3 separate regions of the Hordeum vulgare genome follow, and all the other regions are linked to region 1. A link is a contact called in public Hi-C data. All regions are on one chromosome and are shown on one strand. The core of a region is the stretch at or near the end of the contact, and the rest is flanking DNA. Distances in the headings are between cores, read along the strand shown. Region 1 holds the start of LOC123443643 (GTP-binding protein SAR1A-like). Region 2 holds the start of LOC123443644 (cyclin-T1-5-like). Region 3 has its middle 41 kb from the start of LOC123443835.

Region 1 (5,037 bases), core at 1,081-3,580:
TGCACTAGCCAACGCAACCAAAAGTCCGAACTAATGGAAAGGGCTAGTGCAATCCACATATTCTGTAACACCCCCTCTCACGTGTGACGGGGAAAAACAAGTCAACACATGCAACCGGAAGAGAGCGACGGCGCGCGAAACTCACGTATGACTCAAAAGGCCTCTACATGAACACAAAGGGGGCTACCAACAATTTTTAATGAATTGCGAAAGCCAGGACTTGAACTCAAGACCTTAGCTCCGATACCATGTAACCAAGAAGGGCACAGAGATGCTGAATGAGAATGCGTCGCAAATGTTGCTGCTGTGCGGGCCACCAATGCCAGAATCAAGTGAGCATGCTGATGAAGGAGACAGGTGGGAGGAATGGTGATCTGGTAATGCTGGTACTGCTGGTTAAGAGCAGAGATGGGAGTTAAGATGTTCTATTGGCTTGCTTATGTCTGCCTGTTGACCCAGAGAGGTCTGTTAATACTTGTTGTTGGGTTGTGTTGGACTGTTAGGGTCTTTTGTGGTACTATGTGTGTTTAGTATCTTTTGTTCTGGGCGGTTTTGGATGATACTTCAGGTTTTCGCCCCATAGTCTGTGTTCCTGTGGGTTTCCTGATATTGTCCCAAACTCGCTTCTTTCCTTTCCCTTTCTCTGTTTCTGGTTCGGAGAAAAGACATTGTATTTCCATTATGCTATATAATGGAAAGGGGAGGAGCCCGGTTCGAAAAAAAAGCTCCGATACCATGTTAAGCTTCTTGCACTAGCCAACGCAATCAAAAGTCCAAACTAATGGAAAGGGCTACTGCAATCCACATATTCTGTAACAAATTTGACGTTGGCTCGCCAAGCCTATCACAACCCTCCTCCTTTACCCGGGGTTGGGACCGGCTATGTTGAGACAACATAGGCATCTGATATGACAAAATCATATGTACACATTTTTTACTGCCTCCCATTAATTGACGCAGCCTCTATACAGAATTAATTGACACAGCCTCTATACAATCTCTGGAGTGCTTGATTCTATTCAGACTCATAATTTGTTCAATGTAGTCACATTATACTTTTCATCGTGTTCGGCCACTCGTGTGCTTCTTTGACTTCCAAGATGTTTATGCCGCTAGCATCAACCCACACCACAAACATCATGTACCGATAGTCTAGGCCATGGCTGAGGTGGATCAACATGTTTCTGTTCCATATACCAGAATCCACAAGTAGACAGAACCATCCATCTAAACTCTAAACAGCCGCCCACGCTACGCAATAGCAGACGGACGTTCTCACGCAACATTCCCGTCACCTCAGATATCATTTCCCGAATCCAACAGCAGATGCAACAGACAGGACACCATGTGTGTCTGAGCCTGGGCACCAAAACGCCCCTCTCGCTAACATACATACATGAAAGGTAATGCTTTTTGCTTAGCATGGATAATTGTGTGGGATGTGTGTACCAGTCCTTCTGAGTTCAAAATTGTTACGTGCAGTACTAGAATGGTTGGGAATTGTCATTTCAGCAATTCAGTGTTTTCGAACAGAACGTTCCTTGAGTACTACGTATTTCAAAGGACAACCTTAAGTAACAACAGTTGCTCTTTCAATTAAACGCATAGGATACAAATGACGAGAAGGAATCATACCCCCAGACAGATCTGACTGTTAATTAGGCAAAGGCAACGTAATAATACAGATATATACTAGAAGAGATTGACGCTAACCCTTGCGTAGTAGTCTTTCCAGACCCGTCGAGCGATCTGGTGACCGCCGAGATCGAAGGCTTTGAACTTGATCTTGCCGATGCTGAGCTCCTCCGACGTGGGGTGCTGCGTCGGCTGGTGCTGCACCAGCCGCTACGTCCATTCACAAACACAGAAGCACGGATCAGATCTAGCAGATCGGATCAGATTCAGGGAGTGAGATCCCGGGCAGAGTACGTACCTCGTCCTTGAGCATGTGGAGGAGAGTGGTCTTGCCGGCGTTGTCGAGGCCGAGGAAGAGGATCTTGGCCTCTTTCTGCCACAGGCCGAGCGAGGCCAGCACCCCGTAGAACCAGTCCCAAAGGAACATCTTGTCAGCGTCGCCCGCCGCAGACCTTCTCCTACTCGAACACCTCTTCCACTGGGCTGGGTTTTCTGGCGCCGATCGTGGCGATGGCGGCGACAGAGATCGCCGGGTGGATCTGGGAGAAGAAACCGGCGAAGGACAGAGGGAGGCGAGGATGGATCTGAATCTCTCTCTTTTGCTGCCTGCCTATTCTTTGATTGGCTGTGGTTGATTAAGACATTAACTGCTCGGCCTCAGCGTGAGAATTCAAGGGGCGTGGCGAGGTAAGGTGGGCGCCACCATGCGTACTGCACGTGTGGCCGGCTTTCTCCTAATTCCGATCAACTTCTCTTCTCTCACCTACTAGAAGGAAGGAGTAGAAGGTTGGGCCCTCTTTGCTGCGCCATTGAATCTGCTGAGATTTTTAAATTTATTTATTCATTTTATATTTTAAAATATACGGGTGTATTACTTTTTTGAAAAGTCAAACCTTTTTAACTTTTATTAAATTTAAAAAGAAATATACCAAAAATTATAATATCATATTGGTGTTATTAGATCCATATTTTTATGTAATATTGTGGATTTCGATATTTTTCGACTCTCAACTTAATCAAGATTAAAAAAATGACTTTCCAAAAAATTAATAACCCTTATATTTTGAAATTGACGTAGTACTTATTTTGGCCGGTGAGGAAGACGATGGAGTGAGTTTTACGTTTATTTATAATGCAGTTATTTGATGGGTTTTTTGCGGTTTGATTTTGTGTTACTGTAGGATCTGATGTATGTTCAGAGGGGGAGAATAGACTACTTCACCAAACAAAAACTTAGAGTTTTCCAATTTTGATTTTGGGCCACTTTTAGGAGTTGTAGCAAGTCAAGCACACCCTACGCATGCAAGTCTAAGAATATTACATCAGAAAGTAATGACATGCAAATGTAAGTAGAGGGTAGGGATAGGAAGATCAAATGCAAAGGTTGACACGGCGATTTTTTGCGTGGTTCTGATAGGTGGTGCTATCGTACGTCTACGTTAGTGGAGACTTTAACCAACAAAGGGTAACGACTCCGATAGTCCACGAAGGGCTCCACCCACAAGGGATCCATGAAGAAGCGACCTTGTCTATTCCAACATGGCTTACGTCCACACATGACTAGCCTTAATCGAAATAGATCTTCATGAAGTAGGTGATCTCTTTGCCCTTACAAACTTATTGGTTCAACTCCACAACACGGAGTAGGAGGCTCTCAAGCGACACCTAACCAATCTAAGAGGCACCACCCTCCAAAAGATAATAGATGTGGTAGAACGATGAATTCCTTGCTCTTGTGCTTCAAAAGATAGTCTCCTCAATACTCAATCACTCTCTCACAAATTTGGCATGGATAAAAGAGATTGATTGGATGGAAAGCAACTTGGGAAGGCTAGAGATCAAGTTTCAAATGGATGGATTGGAATATATTGATCTCACCACATGAGTAGGTGGCTCTCTCTCAAAAAAAGGATATGACAAGTGGGTGTGTATTCTGAGTGCTTCCTTTGCGAATGACACATGGTGGATGGGTATATATAGGAACCTCCAAATTGCCCAACTCGGTGAAACCGAAGTGAATCTCGGTGGCACTGATTTGCATAAAATGTGGCAACTTTCGAATTCTCGGTGAGACCGATATAGGAATCTCGGTGGTACCAATATGGTGACCTAGGGTAGTTTCCAAATCTTTGTGAGACCGATTCCAAGACTCAGAAATTCTAATCCTTGAAAGCGACAGACAAGAAAGTTGGTCACCGATTTTAGGTGGCACCGAAGTGGAAGTTGGTGGTACCAAGATTCTGTTGGGAAACGTAGTAAATTCAAAATTTTCCTACGCCATACAAGGATCTATCTGTGGAGAGACCAACAACGAGCAAGAGGGAAGAGCATCTTCATATCTTTGAAGATCGCTAAGCGGAAGCGTTATTATGAACGCGGTTGATGGAGTCGTACTCGCAGCGATTCTAATCGCGGTGAATTCCGATCTATGTGCCGAATCACGGCACCTCTGCGTTCAACACACGTGCATCCCGTGACGTCTCCAATACCTTGTACACGCAAGGAGGAAGGAGAGGTTGAGGGAGAGAGCTCCAGCAACACGACGGCGTGGTGGCGGTGGAGCTACATGGGATTCCGACAGGGCTTCGCCAAGCACCGTGTAGGACGAGGAAGGAGAGGGGTAGGGTTGCCCCGAGAGAGAAAGAGTTCGTCTCTCAAATCAGCCCCAATACCTCTGGTATATATAGGAGGAGAGGGAGGAGGGTGATGTTGGAAATATGCCCTAGAGGCAATGATAAATAGTTATTATTATATTTCCTATTTAAAGATAATCGTTTATTACCCATGCTATAATTGTATTGAATGAAAACATAGATACATGTGTGGATACATAGACATAACAATGTCCCTAGCAAGCCTCTAGTTGGCTAGCCAGTTGATTAATCATAGTCAAGGTTTTCTGACTATATGCAAGTGTTGTCACTTGATAACTGGATCACATCATTAGGAGAATCATGTGATGGACTAGATCCAAACTATGAATGTAGCATATTGATCGTGTCGTTTTATTGCTATTGTTTTCTGCGTGTCAAGTATTTGTTCCTATGACCATGAGATCATATAACTCACTGGCACCGGAGGAAAACCTTGTGTGCATCAAACATCACAACATAACTGGGTGACTATAAAGGTGCTCTATAGGTATCTCCGAAGGTGTCCGTTGAGTTAGTATGGATAAAGACTTGGATTTGTCACTCCGTTTGACGGAGAGGTATCTCGGGGCCCACTCGGTAATACAACATCACACACAAGCCTTGCAAGCAATGTGACTTAGTGTAAGTCACGGGATCTTGTATTACGGAACGAGTAAAGAGGCTTGCCGGTAACGAGATTGAAATAGGTATGCTACCGACGATCGAATCTCGGGCAAGTAACATACCGAAGGACAAAGGGAATGACATA
Region 2 (5,037 bases), core at 1,033-3,532, 740 kb after region 1:
TTTTTCAAAGTTTCATCAAATCCAAAAAGAATCATCCATTTTTTTTTAAATTTCATCCGATTTTTTCAGAAAATGTTCTTGAATTGAAAATTTCTTCATCAAGTTAAAAACATGTTCATCAAATTCAAAAATTGTTTTTCTCCTAAAAAATTGCTCATCAATATCCAAATTCAGGAACATATTTTGAAATCATGAACATTTTTTCAAATTTGTTAAAATTATTGAAATTCAAAGACATTTTTTTGGCTTCACGAACATGTCTCCAAAAAGCAATGGAAGAGAGGGGTGCTGCTAGTAACCAGAGCTCACCTCCCTGGTGGTTCAGTGACAACATGACTCACCGGAGTGCATTGCGTTACATGTGCTTGAGGACAAACATGCCGAAGGCGATGCCGAGGAAGGTGGCGATGGCGATCCCAAGGATGCCGGCCAGGATCCCGGGAACCACCAGGGAGGCCCAGCCCTTGGTGGTGGCCATCCCGCAGGCGGTGGTCGGGCCGCCGACGTTGGCGTTCGACGCGATGAGCACGAGCTTCCTCTCCATCCCCAGCATCCTCCCGGCGCCCATGATCACCATCAGGTGCACTACGATCTGCACGAACGCGAACGCCAAGATGCCGGGCGCCGTGTGGACGACGTTGCGGATGCTGCCGTTGGCCCCCACCACGGCGAAGAACACCTGCATGAGCACCACGGCCATGGCCTCGCCGGCGGGGGCGAGCCTGCCGATGCGGGACGGGAAAAGCGTCGCCAACGCCACCACGATCGCCGTGATGCAAGGGAGGCCGCCGCCCTGTACGCCCATCAGGGTTGCCATGTGCTTGCCCGCTCTGCATATCGCGAACGACACGGCCATCGCCGTCGCGCTCTCTAGGACCGGCAGCCTGTCGTCGCCGACGGCACCGGCAGCCGGAGCGGGCTCGCCGTTCGCGTTGGCTGCTTTCGGTTTCGGGTGCGGAGCCTCTTCGGCGGAGATCTTGGCGGCTAGCGCGAAGTGCGTGGTGAAGTAGAGCGCGCAGATGACGTTGTCGGCGGCCAGCCCTGCCGCCAGCACCGACGGGGTCACCTGCAGGGCCTCCGCGACGACGACATAGTTGACGGCTCCTCCGATGTGCTGGCTCATGAGCGCCGCCGCGATCTTCCAGCGGTCCTGTCCGAGGGACCGCATCGGGACCAGCACGAACGCCACCACCGTGCCCGCCGTCGTCGCCACTGCCAGCCCAAGATCCACGGACGGCCATTAGCTATAGTTAGCCGACGGCCACCGGAACTGCAGATCGACGAAGCGTACGAGATCCGAGGAGGAAGGCGAGGAGGAGGGCGCCGGAGGAGCGGAGGACGCGGCGGAGGTCGGCGCGGAAGAGGAGCAGCGGGACAGCCAGCGGGAGCAGGTAGTCGAGGACCACGCGGTAGGCGGGGGCGTCGGCGGCGACGAGGCTGGCCGTGTTGGCGGCCAGGCCGAGCAGCACGGTCACCAGCGCGTCGCTCAGCGCCTTGCCCGCACCGGTGCTTTTCTCGGACCAGACGCCCAGCGCGGCCGCCGACAGGAGCACCGTCCAGTTGCCCCAGTGGTCGGAGGCCGGGACCAGCGGGAGGCTGCAGGGCGGCAGGGCTCGGGGGAGGCGCCGGCGTGCTGCAACAGCTAGGCGGGGGACAAGAGCGGTGCGGCCGGCTACGGCGGGGGAGAGAGAAGAGGGGTGGCGGGTTGAGACTCGGAAGTGTGGGGACACGACCACGAAGGCGGCCGTCGCCGTGCACGAGGTCGCCCACGAGGCCGAGCACGCCGCCGCGGTCACCGGGGACGAGGTCGTCGTCGCTCTGCCCTCTCCTTTCGAGGCTGACCGGTCGAGATGTACCAGGCGATCCCGTATAGCGCGGGCCGGCTGCCGGCGTGGCCGCGGCGGTCCGAGAAGGCCGAGGCCGAGGGCGCGGGCGGCCAGGAGGGCGCGCCGACGAGGGGCGACGGCGGGGAGGCGGGGAGGCGGGCGGTGGCGGAGAGCCCGGTGCTGGTGGTGGGGAGGCGGACGGTGGCGGAGAACCCGGTGCTGGTGGTGGGGAGGCGAGGGTGATTGCGAGGGGTTCACGTAAAAACGAAACGTTTTTTAACTCACAAAAGGACCACGGGTTGAATAGCCGAAAACATAAGGACTTTTTTGCAAAACTGCCAGCGACGTACGGCAGAAGCGATCCGTGGTTTATTATTAGGGGAGATTTCTTTTAAATTTTTACTAATAGTTACATACAAAATGAAATGAATGAATTTACGTTTCAATATTTAGGAACGGAGTACAGCGCAAGTCCTCACCCTTCTCCGATTCCCTTACCTGATCCAGATTTCCACCCGCACCGCCGTCGCCGCCACCGCCACCGCCACCGCCGCCGCAATGTCCTTCTCTCAGCCTTTCCACCCCGACTCGGTCAGGCACCGACATCACCCCTATCACCACGACTCTCCTCCTCCTCACCGTCCACGCCCCCGCGGCCGTGACCATGACGACGCGTACCACATCCATCCCCAATCGTACCCCCAGCCATGTTCCTATACCAACGCCGCCACTGCCCCCTACCACGTGCGCCGCGACCCGCTGCCCAACCCCCACCTCCAGGAACCTATCTTTCCGCAACCCCCTCAACGGGCCCCGGCCCCGGGCCCGCCTCCGCCGAAGCGGGCTCGCCGCGCGCCAGAGCCCCGGTGTGATCCGCCGGCTGCGGCCGTGCCACGCCTGTTGCCGACGAGACAACCCGAGGATGGTGACACCAGGGCGTTGCTGTCGCGAGAGGAGATCGAGCGAAGATCACCTTCGTGGAAGGACGGCATCGACTCCGCTTTGGAGGCAAGGTTGCGCGCGTCCTACTGCGCCTACCTGCGCTGCCTCGGCTTCCGCCTTGGGCTGTAAACTCGCTGCTGGCTCTGCGGTTTTGTTGAATTTGTTTGGTGATTTGTCTCCATGATTACTGATCGTAGTGCTTGTGTTTGACATAGGCCGCAGACGACTATTGCGACGGCAGTGGTGTATTGCCATCAGTACTTTTTCCACAGATCCCATGCCTGCAACGACAGATTTGTTAGTTGCCTTCACCTCTTCTTTTACAAGAATCTTGTCAGTAATGCTATTGCAACTTATGAGTTACAACACGTTTCAGTGAGATTATTTTCGATGTTCGTTTATCACTAGGAAGGACCTGATATATTGTGTAGTAAGTTCTCTTTTTCAGTCCCTATTCCAACCAATGCCACTACTCTACTATGCACATTGAGATAGTAGCTTACCACCTATATATATATATATATATATATAAGAAAAATAAACACATCTCTGCCATGCTGACTAATGATCATAATGTCATCTAATATAGAGTTGAGACAAAAATAATAATGAGAAAGATATCATAATACTGCCCCATTTTGTCTCTTCTTTATCAAGTACTCCCTCCGTAAAGAAATATAAGAGTGTTTAGATCACTACTTAGAGACTACAGAAGACCACACAAGATACTTGGGATGTACAGCACCAGGACCAGGCTGCCCTTCACTCTTACGCACGGTTGATTGGCTACCGGTACCAGTTGTGGCGCTCTCAGATGCATGCTATTGCTACCTAACAACAAGCAGCACAAGCATGCAAAGAGCAGCACAACATGGTTAGCATCGTAGCAAACAGCAGCACACAGCAGCCAGCAGCTTAATGGAAGAAAATCAGAATAAAAGAGATGATGTTGAGGAGAGGCTGTTGGGCTTGGGGAGTTGGGGTACCTGCCGTCAGGAGGAGAGGCTGCTAGTGCTGGGGGTAGCGGTCGCTGGTTGATTCCAGGCGGCAGTGGCAGTGGCTTCGATCCAGTAGGCGGCGACGCGTTCACTGCTATTTGGGAGGCTATAAGAAGCTTGTTATACGGAGAGTGTGCACGCGACTGCTGCAAGGTATTGAGACGAGGCTGTTTTTTGGGACAAGACCTGCCACATAATGTGTCCCTGTTTTTTCTTTTTCTTTAAATAAAAAACAGGGGATACTGTTGGATATTTGTATCCGGCCGTATCCGGCCGTGTCTTTGTGTCCTGCCATATCAGGACAGCCAAGAGGCAATTTCTATTGCGTCCATGCTTCTTAGCCGTCAATCACATCGAATGCTCCGCTGTGGTGTCGGAGCAAGGTGTCACGACAATGCTGCAATCGGTGGGCTATGGAGCCGGGAGCGCCAGCCACCCGTGATGGAACCAGTGGCAATGTGCTGGGAGGGGTGCTGCAAATTGTGGCCGGTGAAGCTGCAACCAGCAGAGGCCAGCGCTTGCAACGAAGATGCCCACTGTTGCGAGACGTCGATGTGTTGTGAAGGATACTGCAAACGGTGATGCTGGGAACGATGTGCAGGGATGCTAGGAATGACGTGCGATATGCTGCAAATGGCCTGCGATGAGTGGACGATGGCGTGACGATGCAACGGTGGCCGGCCATGGTAGGAACGATGCAGGCTGATGCTGCAAAGGGCGTGCCCCGAGTTGTGACTTGCTCGTGGTACTGCGAGGCGGACAATGTTGCGATCGTGGTGATTCCGTGCAGGAACCATTGGGGGCAGAGCTTCAACCGCCTGGCGGCTGTGCCGCACCTATGTCGGGGACTGCAACGAGCATTGGTGAGCGACGAGGAGGGCTCCAACTGGTGGTTGGCGGTGCTACGTCCGGGTCGACGGGTGTTGCGACGAGTCTCAACGGCATTCACGACGACTATGGCAGTGACTATCGGGGACAACTACGGGGCTTCGATGAACGAAGATGTGACCTACAGACGCTTGGCAACGGGAGGCCAGAGATATGCGCGTTGCACGCGGATTTTTTTCTCCACGCATTGACTCGAGCGGCCGAGAGCGATGAATCATGATCGAGCGACTGGGGTGGCCTGGCGCGCGTGGCAACTGATCAGCGCCTCGTGCCGGTCAACCCATGTTATGGTCATTTATGTGTCTATTTCTTTTACTTGGCCCACCTTTGCATCACTGAGTTTGTTGACTGATCAGAGCCCATCTGTTCTATAGAATCTAAGC
Region 3 (5,037 bases), core at 1,717-4,216, 670 kb after region 1:
TTATTTTCCTTAATACAACTATTGCAGCAAAACTTTTTTTACAAAGATTTTACTCGCATGCCAACCGACTCACAACCACACTCACTCTACCAATGCACTAAGAGCAGAACCACACACACCTAACGCATAGCTAATGACCTCACTAGCACCATAGTTTTTCCAAAAGGAATACACTGTGGGTGTTCTTATTTTTGCAAAAGTGCTGCTCGCGCATTTTGCGCACGCCTAGTCTTCGTGTTCACCGTCACTATGGAGAGCCACCACACGAGCAGCAGCATCGCGACGATCATCCTGGATCATCACGCATAGGAGCATTGAGAACCCGATCAACACCGACATTCCTCGAGCCAACAGGATTATCAGCCACCCCGGGTGCTCGTCCACCATTGGAGCCTCGCTCTGAGCTCCTGCAAACATAGATGAAGAGGAGGAAGAAGTAGGAGGAGTAAGGCAGAGTGTGAGGTAGAGGATAGAACAGCGCGGTCATTTTATATCCCAAGTTCGGTGTACGATGGACGCGGTCCACCAGCGCCGCTCGTCGCTCGATCGTCGGTGTTCGGAGACGAATCCGCGAGTGGTGACGACAAAGCACTGGCCTGCACGCGAGTGCACACTGTGCCAGCAGCTAGCACGTCGTGCACTACCACAGTATGACCCTAGACACCTACGCGCTAGATGCCACGCGTGGAGAAAGCAGCAGAAAGCGCGCGAGAGAGAGTGGAGAGAAGAGAGCGAGAGGAAGAAGAAGAGGTTGATAGTGGGCCCTGGGTGCACGTGTCAGCGAGAGAGAGCACTGTGCACTCGGGTACGACAAGCACAATTCGGAAATAAGAAATTGTCCTTCTTTCAAAAAATTTGTCCTAGCCATTCGTAGCGCACCTCGTTTTCCCAAACCATAGCAATAGTCTGCAGCCCCTGTACCACACCACAGTTGCACCAATTATCGTTTTTACTATAACCTCGTAGAGTAGTTATTTTCATGTAGATAATGTGGTGTGGTAGGAGTTTATATTTTGCTACGTCCCTAGCAAATCTTGAGGACGAGATTTTTCTTAAGCGGGGTAGAGTTTGTAACACCCCAAAATTTTGGTCATATTTTTTATTTATTTAAAATTGGCCTTGGTAATTTAAAAATTTATTTTCGGATTTTCTGCTGTTTTTAGACCCCTTCTTTGTTTTATTTTATAAAAATTATTTCTTTCTTAAGTAGGAGTTTTTGAAAGATATTATTTGACTTGAGTTTTGCCTCCAATATTTTTTCAATTATCTCCAAATCAAATGAAGCTATTTTTATAAATATTTTCTTTAGGGTTCATTTATTCAAAAAATTTACTTCTAAGGCCTGATTTGAACTACAACCATTTGATAATTCCTTTTAAAAATTCCACAAAACTTGGAAATGACCTAGTATGTTTCTGAATCAATTTTATGAAGTAATATAGCCAAGTGTTTTGGAATAAGGGAGCACATTATATCCTTTTCCATTTATGATCCCACTTGGTATTTGCACTACAACCCCTAGTGAAAACTCTTCAAAAATTCTACAAAAAAATTGGAGTTGTCAAGGAGTTTATATAAATCACTTTTATGCAAAAAAAAAAACTTTGTGCTTTGAAAATTTTAAGCACCACTTCTTATTTTCTATTGTGGACCAGATTTGCAACTTGCACGACAACCATATTATTTTCTTACCCAAAGCTTTTGAAAATTCTACTAATTATAGAGGACCCTGCAAAAACTTTATGTCCAGAATTTCAGCCTCGGTGGCATTGTTTGAGACCATGTTATAACATCATTTTATTTCTGTCCAGGAATGCTCTTTTGCAATAATTGCACTAGGAAGTTTCTATTTTGCCAAGTTTAATCTGACCATCTTTGTTAGCTTCCAAGGAGACCTCGATCTGGAAAGTTTGGTGGCTATCAAGAATACCTAGAGGCCCTTGGCATTTTGTCAAACACTCTAAGTGCATGACCTGAGCTGGCATAGCTTTTAAACTTCATGGTGAAAGTTATTTCCCTGCCAAACTAGTATGTCTAGCAGAGCTTGAGTAACCAGCCTAGCCACCCTGTTGAGTTGCATCTCAAACCAAGCACTCTAGCCCGTAGTGGCATTCGGTCGAGCACCTGCCATGCACACCCAGAGCACGCCGAGAGCATACATTTTGCATGTGCCGCGGAGGAAGTCGTCGCGCCCACCTGCATTGATCGAGTGACCCCTGCATAGTGACAACCCGCAGCACCCCCTCTGCTAGCACCGCTGACCCTCGTTGCACGCCTGAATCACTGCCGCCATGCTAGCCGCCGACACCAGTAGACGCACCACCCGAGCCACGGCCGCACGCCAGCTGCCCTGGAATAGCTCGAGCTCATCCTCAGGGTCGTCTGCTAGTGCTTTTCCCCCGTCCACTGATCGCCACGCCACCCCTGCCGCAGTCCACCATGCTTATCCTCTGGAGCTCGCGGAACCGACCTCTCCAGCTATAAATAGACGCACCCCGAGCCCTACTAGCAATCGCAGCCATTCCTAGCAGCATAGCAAGCTTCCTCTTGCCCCAATTTCGCCTGAGGCCTTCTCTTTCCCCACTGTCGGCAGCTTCGTCCTCCGCCGTCCTCGACTAAATTCGATCGAACCAGAGCCCCTCCCTGCCTCTATCCTTCTCTGCTAGAACCTCCATGACCCAGTGATTCCATTTTCCCCTCCAGTTTGGCCAGGGACCCGCAGTGAGCAAAGCTCCCTCCCTAACCGAAGCTCAGTCCGCCATTGCCAAGGTCGTGCTCTACGAGAAGCCCTCCGACAATGGATTTTCCCTCCATGCGGTGCGGGTAGTTGCCCTGAGCGTGTGGATGGGATGGACAGTGAGGATGGTGTCGCGTGGCGCCGGCAATTGTCGCCCGACCCGCCATGTTCTGTGTCCAGACGCGCACGGAGGTGGGAGATGAACCCGCGAGGTGGCCCCCACCTGTCGGTGAGCCAACCGTTACACCCTAGTGGCGCATTTGAGCCGATGCGACGTCCCTTTGAGTAAGCGAACTGAGGTAAGTGCGTTTTCATTTTCGGAAAGTGTAATTGAACCGAAACGTTTTCTTTTTCTAATTTGTTTCTAAAACAAAACTTTGACCAGACTTTGACTGACCCTAGTTTCTAAAATAATAATCCAAATGAGTTGATTCTTTTTCTCACCACTTTCAAATTTCATCTATTTTATTTTAGTATTTATTTGAAAAAATTTGAAAACAACTTTATCTACTGTTTTTAAATTGTGTGTTAATTAGAATATTTTTCAAACTAGGCTATGGAGGGAGGAGCATAAACTTCAAAAGTTTTGGAGTGCAGCCTACCTCTCTACACTTGGAAGGCAAGCATTCTGAACATACATATAGCTTGGTTGTGTGTGGGTTACTTGATGAGAAAACAATATGGTTATGTTAAGCAAGTATTGTTAGTCCATGTGACAATCATGCATGTGGCTTCATGATTTGAAAGTACAATTGTTGCATGATTGAGATGCATGGACAAGAGTCACATATTCATACCACACATGCCTACCGGATGGGATCCGATGAGAGTCAGTGTCTTGTGGAGACAGAACCTTGGGACTGAAATCTCGTGGGACGAGAGTGGTTAGCAAGGCATGTTGGGGTACGACAGGTAGTGACTCTGTCTAAGGTGATAAAACATTTTGATTGTGCTAATCATGCAGGGAATAATCTAAACCTCCTGAGTCGGTCATAGATCGAGTCTTGTCAGTATGTCACCTTAACCCTTCATGCTGCCACGTGTCTTCCTGAAAAGAAATATGGTTCAGTAGGTCGTAAACCTATTACCAGGTACACACCAAGTAGAGAGGCCGGGATGAAGGTATCCGGGGCACTGGACTAAATCCAGTCATCCGGTCAGGGGGCATGGGTGTTTCCGGTCTGGGACCGAGAGGGAAGAGCTCTTCCCTTGTAGTGCGCGGTATAAATTTGATCCCATGCTAGTCGAGGTTGGAGCCTCCCCGTCTTATGGTTCTCCTCTGGCAGCGTAGTCCGAGTGATATCGGTCTTCACGGGATAAAAATGGATGTGTAATGGTTTTGAGTGTTTACTTCTAAATTTTCATACACGGGATTAGTCCGAGCGACTATGGAAACCCGTGGGCTGTGGGTAAAGAGTACACCCTCTACAGAGTAGTGTCCACGGTCAAGGACCACTGGTTGACTAGTCAGGTGTCGATATGAGCGTCGGTCTTCGGAGGTAGTTAAAGCAAGTGTGAGACTAATCAGGAAATATGATGGATAATCATGAACATTATTTTCTGTGGACAAACCCCTATGATTATGATTATTGAATATCCCTCGGACGGTTCTACCTCCTGGATATTCATTATTTATTATTGTTTCATATAAGCCATGTGGTGTCGCTTAGACGCCCGACTGTGGCATGTTTTATATCACATCTATTAATCTTACTCTTATTGATTGTTTATTACTTTCTCAGTATGATTATATTTTTTATTAAAAATACTTGAGAAGTACATCATGGTTGATGAAGTATTGCGGTGTTATTACCGGTGTATATTAACCCTACCAATTTATGTTTGTTTCATGATGTTTGCGAGTACATTCAAAGTACTCACTGGCTTATCCCTGGCTATTGTCTTGGCCATATTGCGTTCTTGGAGTGGAGGAATCCGACGATAACCAGGAACCTAGGCATCGACGACAGCAGCCGTGTGATATAGGAATTATCCAGGTTGGTTTTTCCTGTGGGAAATGGAGTCCAATAGATGTTGCACATCCCCGAACCGCTTCCACCATCAACCATTAGAAACCTTTTGATGTACTCTATGGACCACCTCGGTCTTGTACTTCAAGTTTGTATTTTTGCTTGGATAAATGTATCAAGGATTTGTGCACCAGCTAACAGTATTCCTGGGGCTGGTATGCACAAGGGCCATTTTGAAGGGAAATTAAAATCCCCGAAAATCCGGTCCTGACAAACAGTCGGCCGCCGGATCGTCTCCCTCAAACAGTCGGTCGTCGGATCCCACATACA

What was found. A called contact is a pair of places that touch in the nucleus more often than the background predicts.
Region 2: a contact with region 1 is called in a Hi-C map of seedling, with 6 times the contacts expected there. The contact joins the promoter of LOC123443644 here to the promoter of LOC123443643 in region 1. A contact is called at or near these places in 3 of 6 Hi-C or Micro-C datasets (leaf and seedling).
Region 3: a Hi-C map of leaf shows a contact between it and region 1, with 4 times the contacts expected there. The contact joins the enhancer-like site here to the promoter of LOC123443643 in region 1. A contact is called at or near these places in 2 of 6 Hi-C or Micro-C datasets (leaf and seedling).

Annotation. Positions count from the first base shown.
Region 1 is chr3H:266,343,974-266,349,010 of MorexV3_pseudomolecules_assembly, forward strand. LOC123443643 (GTP-binding protein SAR1A-like) reads right to left here and starts at 2,331. Exons shown (of 3, transcript XM_045120117.1): 1 at 1,934-2,331; 2 at 1,714-1,845. The coding sequence starts at 2,062.
Region 2 is chr3H:267,088,765-267,093,801 of MorexV3_pseudomolecules_assembly, forward strand. It overlaps LOC123443644 (cyclin-T1-5-like), which reads left to right and starts at 2,283. Exons shown (of 7, transcript XM_045120118.1): 1 at 2,283-2,893; 2 at 2,984-3,065. The coding sequence starts at 2,385. LOC123441683 reads right to left here and starts at 1,796. Exons shown (of 2, transcript XM_045117983.1): 1 at 1,292-1,796; 2 at 356-1,212. The coding sequence starts at 1,796. The coding sequence ends at 356.
Region 3 is chr3H:267,012,740-267,017,776 of MorexV3_pseudomolecules_assembly, forward strand. No RefSeq gene overlaps it. Among protein-coding and RNA genes, the nearest start is that of LOC123443835, 41 kb to the right of the region's middle. Within about 2 kb of position 2,967, at least 3 of the 3 cell types and tissues checked have open chromatin away from gene starts, as enhancers often do. A contact at or near this core is called in leaf and seedling, where this site is marked.